2 separate regions of the Mus musculus genome follow, and region 1 is linked to region 2. A link is a contact called in public HiChIP or PLAC-seq data. All regions are on one chromosome and are shown on one strand. Each heading gives the region's core, a stretch centred on a gene start, on an enhancer-like site or on the middle of the called end of the contact. The rest is flanking DNA. Distances are from core to core; before and after follow the strand shown.

Region 1 (2,700 bases), core at 87-2,586, 140 kb after region 2:
ACAGAACCCTTTCCCTTGTCTGTAGTTTAACAAGCCGTTCCTAGTGCTCTCTGCTCTTTTAAGGTTTACAGGCACTTCTGGAACTTAACCATGCAAATACTCCTCAGAACCCATAGATACACTCACAAACTTCAAAGGGGTAAATTAAAGTATAGAATTTGGGCTAGCAAGCCGGCTCAACCTATAAAGGGGCTTGCCATCAAGTCTGACAATCTGGGTTGGTCCTCAGGACTCACATGGGAACACAGGAGAAGGAAAGAACCAGCTTGCCCCAAGTTGTTATCTGACATCCACAAGGGCACTGCAGTGAGCATGCACCTACATACACACACACACACAGACACAGACACACACACACTACACACACAGACACACACAGAGACACTCACACACACACACACACACACACTAAATGAATGTAAAAAATGTTTTTAAAAAAATAAAATAAATAACAATGCAAAATTTTCTAAAGACTGTATCTGGGGGGTAGGGGTGGGGCAGGGATGGAGCCTTAGTAGGTAAAGATCCTGCTAAAACTTCAGTTTGATACTCAGCACCCACATACAAACCTAGCTGTGGTGGTCACCCCGACAGAGACAGGCAGGCCCCTGGGCTTGGTGGGCTGGCTAGCTGAGACAGGGAGCTCCAGGTGAAGTGGGAAACCTTGTTCCAAAAACCACCTGTCGGCAACCTCCAACGCACTGTATAGAAACACATATATAAGACAAATCCAAACAGAAAGAGAGAGAGAGAAACAGACAGATAGACAGAGAGACAAAGAAAAACCACCTGTCGGCAACCTCCAACGCACTGTATAGAAACACATATATAAGACAAATCCAAACAGAAAGAGAGAGAGAGAAACAGACAGATAGACAGAGAGACAAAGAAAAACCACCTGTCGGCAACCTCCAACGCACTGTATAGAAACACATATATAAGACAAATCCAAACAGAAAGAGAGAGAGAGAAACAGACAGATAGACAGAGAGACAAAGACGAGACTGAGACTGTAAGAAAAGCCCTCTACTCTCCAGAGAACCCACACACCTCTGAGCACGGCCCACACAGGAGGTGTCCCAGGGCAGAAAGAGAAAGGAAGCCCAACCCACACAAGTCTGGGGCAAAGCATGGCACTACATAGTCCCTAGTTCTTCCTTCAGGTATAAACCTCTACAATAGGAGTGGGAGGAGAGAGGCTCCATGGCCATTTGGATCTCCCTCTCATGAGCCAGAGAGAGGGCCAGTCCTAGAGCCTGTCAGGGGCTGAGGCTCCACTGGGCCCCAGGCTGATAGGAACAAGCTGCCCCTGCTGGCTGCTTCCATGGAAACGAGGTCAAGCTGGCAATAACAAGACCCAGCTTTAAAAGAGCCACCTGCCTCTAGGAAGCCCGGCACACTGCCCTTTCCCTTCTGACTTTTCAAATCTGCAGTGTGAAAACAAACAGGGGGAGTTGTTGACCACGGAGATACTGGACTCTTCCACATGAGTCCTGGCTCACTAACACGACTGAATGGCTGTGTGGCTCTGAGCAAGAATTATCCCATTCTGAATACAAGTCTGCTCTTGAAGAACAGGACAAGTATCTTATTCATACTAAGACAGCTATGACAGCTTTATCTATTCAAGAGCACTCTTGACCAGGGAGGAGGTGGATCAATCCAGAAATATAAGGTTAATGGCACGCAGCAAGCACAAGTGCTCGTGGAGCATTAATGTGCTGAATCACGGACTTGGGAGGATCTGAGGTGTCCCAACCTTCCTAGAGCTCAGAAGCTCAAGAGAAAACACACACAGGTGCCTGGGTGAGTAGAGGAATTCAGTCAGGACATAAGTAAATACAAGAGGAGATCTAAAAGCCCAAGGACACAGCAAGCAGAGGGCCTGGTCTCACAGCAGCTGTGGTCCTCTTCTGCCATGTCCCCACAGGAGCGGGGAGCCTGTCTCTGGGTACATTTCTCTGGACAATCATTGGCAAACCATTTTCTTTCTCCTCATTGCACAAGAAGAGAAACAAGCCAGTTTTCCCCTCAGGAAACTCTCAACCTTCATGAAAACAGTTCACACTCAAAAGTGAGTATACTTGAGCCAGGTAACCAGAGAGGCCAGGCCCACCACTAGTCTATCAGGTCACTAAGCAGGGGTGAGGACATATAGCTTTAATCCTGCTGGGGTACGGTAGATGCAGGTTGGGGATTCTGAGATAAGCACAATTTGACTCATCACTCCCTGGCAAGCAACATGGCTCAGTGGGTACCGGCAGTTGCCACCATCCCTTGAAGACCTAAGTTTGATACTCAGAATCTACATGGTAGAAGGCCTGCACTGGCTCTAAAAACTAATACCCTGACCCCCAAACCTGAGCTACAACACATGTGTGCCCCCCCTCCAAATATCCCTAAACACATGTTTTTAAATGTAAAATGTCACTCCCCATGGCTGGGCATACACACACACACACACACACACACACAGGCCTATAACAGAAGCACTCAGGAAGCTGAGGCAGGACGATAGTAAGTTCCAGTATAGCCTTGCTTACACAGTAGAACTTCACAAAGTGCTCTACTGCTGAACCAAGCCCTCGCCCCCTCACTGCCAAATTCTAGGCAAATGCTGTATCATTAAGCTATATTCCCCAGCCCCTATGGCTCATCACTAACACAACAGACCACCCTGCCCACTGCCCTGTGGGTAGC
Region 2 (2,700 bases), core at 106-2,605:
AATTGGGTATAAAATGAGTTTGAGACCAGCCTTGGATACATGGACCCTGCTTAGACCATGAAACCATCAACTTTGTATGACTTGCTCTCTCAAAGTGACTGTTATCAGAGCTGCTTCCAGGCTGCACCCTGATTCCAGTCCCTCAGCACATATTCTGTAATCACTTGCCCCTCAAAGCTGAAAAAAATATGGTTTAGGCAGGAAAATATAAATAAAAGCAAACTAACAGCAACAACAAAACAGCTGAGCGGAGCAGGGGGACGTGGGAAGAAAGAAAAACCAGAAAGAAACATCTCATAGTAAATGGGTGTGCTGATGCATGCCCATAGCCCTAGCTCTTGGGAGGTTGGAGCAGGAACTGAAGGCCAGCCTTGGCTATACAGTGAATTCCAGGCCAAGGTGGTACATGAGACCATGTCTAAAAAAGGAGGAGGAAGAGAAGAAGAAAGGCACAGTAGTATAAGACAAGCTATCATTGTGGTGTTACAGGAGCTATGACTGGAAGGTCAGAGTTCCTCACTATAAGTATCAGGTGACAGGTTGAGAAGGTGACAAACCTATTCATCTTATTCATAAAATATCTCCCTAGTGATTGTGTCTACATTTAGTTTAAATCAGAGACTATACATTATGCACATTAAAAAAAAAAAAAAGAACAAGAAGAAGAAGCCATGGCTGAGCAGAGTGGCAGAGACCTAACCCCAGCACTCAGGAGGCAGAAGTAGGTATCTCTCTGTGAGTTCAAGGCCAGCCTAGTGTACTGAGCACTCTAGGTCAGCCAAGGTTATAGAGTGAAATCTGTCTTAAATATACACTCACATTGCTCTGCTCAAAATCAAGAAACAAATCCTGAGAAGATACCTCATTCAGTCAACCTCACCCCTGCGGGGAAGTATAGGATATAGCAGGGGATCTGCCCATTTGGTGGCCTGAGGCCTTCTGTGTATGGCTTTGATATGTATCAGAGCCATCTTTACTTTTGGCAACAAGGGGTTAAGATAATTAAAATCAGAAGTCTTGTTCTAGAGGATATGTTTTGATTATTAGATCAGATGAAGGGAAGGAAGGGAGGATGATTTTTGGAAAGAAGCATTGCTGGATTGTTTCATTAACTGTGCAGTATTAAAGAATTCCCCCAAGACACGATAAGAACATTAATTTGTGCAACTCTGTTTCATTTTGTGTGTGTGTGTGTGTAAAGGCAAACATTAGAGCCCTAACTGATTTGGAAGAAATTGCTCTGTATGAGAACTGGAGGGCTGACAGCCTGCAGCTCTGCCAGGGAGCAATGGGCAGGATGCACTTGAGTCAAGCCCTTACTGGGACAGAGGAGACCCAGAAAAACAGTTGAACGATGATGTCATCCAAGGCAGAGACGTCAAACCTGCGTTCTCACGCCAGCCAGGGCAAGCTGATAGGAGGAAATGCTGGGCTATGAGCCATTTACCCAAGCCCAGGGCCTTCTCCTCAGGGACACCTGGGCAAGTGGAAGATATCCCTGCCAAAGAAGCCAAGGAGAAAGAAACTAGCCTGGCAGAGCTGTGGTGCTGCTGGCATCAGCCACAAACTCACAGCAAAATGAGGTTCAGGGTTAAACTTGGTCATGTATTAGGAAAAAAAAAATCACTAAAAGAAAAGGGTGGGGAAAATGCTTCTGTCCGTGAAGTGCTTGTAGGGTAAGCATGAAAACCCAAGTCCTACCCCAGAAACCACATAGAAAAGCTAGTCATGTGGCATACTTTCTAATCCTAGTGCAGGAAGTAGAAACAGGCAGATACCTGGGATTTGCTGGCCAGCCAGCTATGCCTTCTCCTTGTGCCCAAGGTTTCAGAAAAGCCTTTGCCTCAAAACACAATGGGAAATTTTCTAGGTAGCCCAGGTTGGCATAGAACTCACAGGTTCTCCTTTCTTGTTCTTGTCTTCTAAGAGCTAGGGTGCTAGCCATGCACCATCATGCTATACTAGAATCACTTCATATAAGAGAAAACCTTTCCTTCCATCTTTCCCTCCTCCATTTTGAGACTAGTCTCACTGTAACAGACAAGAGTGGCTTGGAACTTCTAGGCTTAATGACACTACTGCCACCTCAGCTTCCCCAGTAGTTAGTAGTACAGGCTCATATTTTAGTCTGTGTGTGAGTGTGTGTGTGTGTGTGTGTCTGTGTGTGCGCGCGCATGCATGAGTGCATGCATGTACAGATGGAGAGAGAAGGACATTGATTGTCTTGTTCCTCATTCTCTGCCATTTCACCTGAGAAAAGTCTCTCACTGAAGGAAAGCCAAAAAGTCTTAGCAATCCTCCTGTCTCCACTCCCCACAGCAATAAGGTTATAGACAGGTGCCTAGAACCATGCCAGGGTTTTTACATGGGTGTTGGGGATTTGAACTCAGGTTTCATGTTTATATAACAAGTGCTCTTTACCCCTGAGCCATCTCAACTTAGCCTCCTCCATTTTTCAGTGAGCTAGATTTGCTTCATTTACTGACCTCACTCACTCATGCATGGGCAAGGAGATACCTGGAGGGGCAGGCCAGCCTTGGGTGAAAATCTTGGAGGAAGAGCAGGAGGTCCTCCAGCCTGGCCAGAGCCCTGAATGGTGCTAGTCTCGCCTTCTTGTCTGCCAAACATACCTCCCAGGAGTCCCTCCTGGCCTAACACCTAGCAATCTAGGATTCCAGAACCATCTTTAAGTTGCACTTG

Evidence for each region. HiChIP or PLAC-seq counts read pairs in DNA pulled down with a chosen protein or histone mark.
Region 1: an H3K27ac HiChIP or PLAC-seq map of heart atrium shows a contact between it and region 2, with 2.8 times the contacts expected there. The contact joins two enhancer-like sites. A contact is called at or near these places in 1 of 15 datasets of contacts at CTCF or cohesin (the NIH/3T3 cell line), 2 of 484 Hi-C or Micro-C datasets (nephron progenitors and neural progenitor cells) and 2 of 115 datasets of contacts at active chromatin or transcription factors (bone marrow-derived macrophages and heart atrium).

Annotation. Positions count from the first base shown.
Region 1 is chr5:136,466,470-136,469,169 of GRCm38.p6, forward strand. The region is part of intron 2 of Cux1 (cut-like homeobox 1); the gene reads right to left. Among named protein-coding and RNA genes, the nearest start is that of Gm16599, 75 kb to the left of the region's middle. Within about 2 kb of position 1,337, at least 124 of the 459 cell types and tissues checked have an H3K27ac peak or open chromatin away from gene starts, as enhancers often do. A contact at or near this core is called in heart atrium, where this site is marked.
Region 2 is chr5:136,323,301-136,326,000 of GRCm38.p6, forward strand. The region is part of intron 11 of Cux1 (cut-like homeobox 1); the gene reads right to left. Among named protein-coding and RNA genes, the nearest start is that of Mir721, 51 kb to the right of the region's middle. Within about 2 kb of position 1,356, at least 14 of the 459 cell types and tissues checked have an H3K27ac peak or open chromatin away from gene starts, as enhancers often do. A contact at or near this core is called in heart atrium, where this site is marked.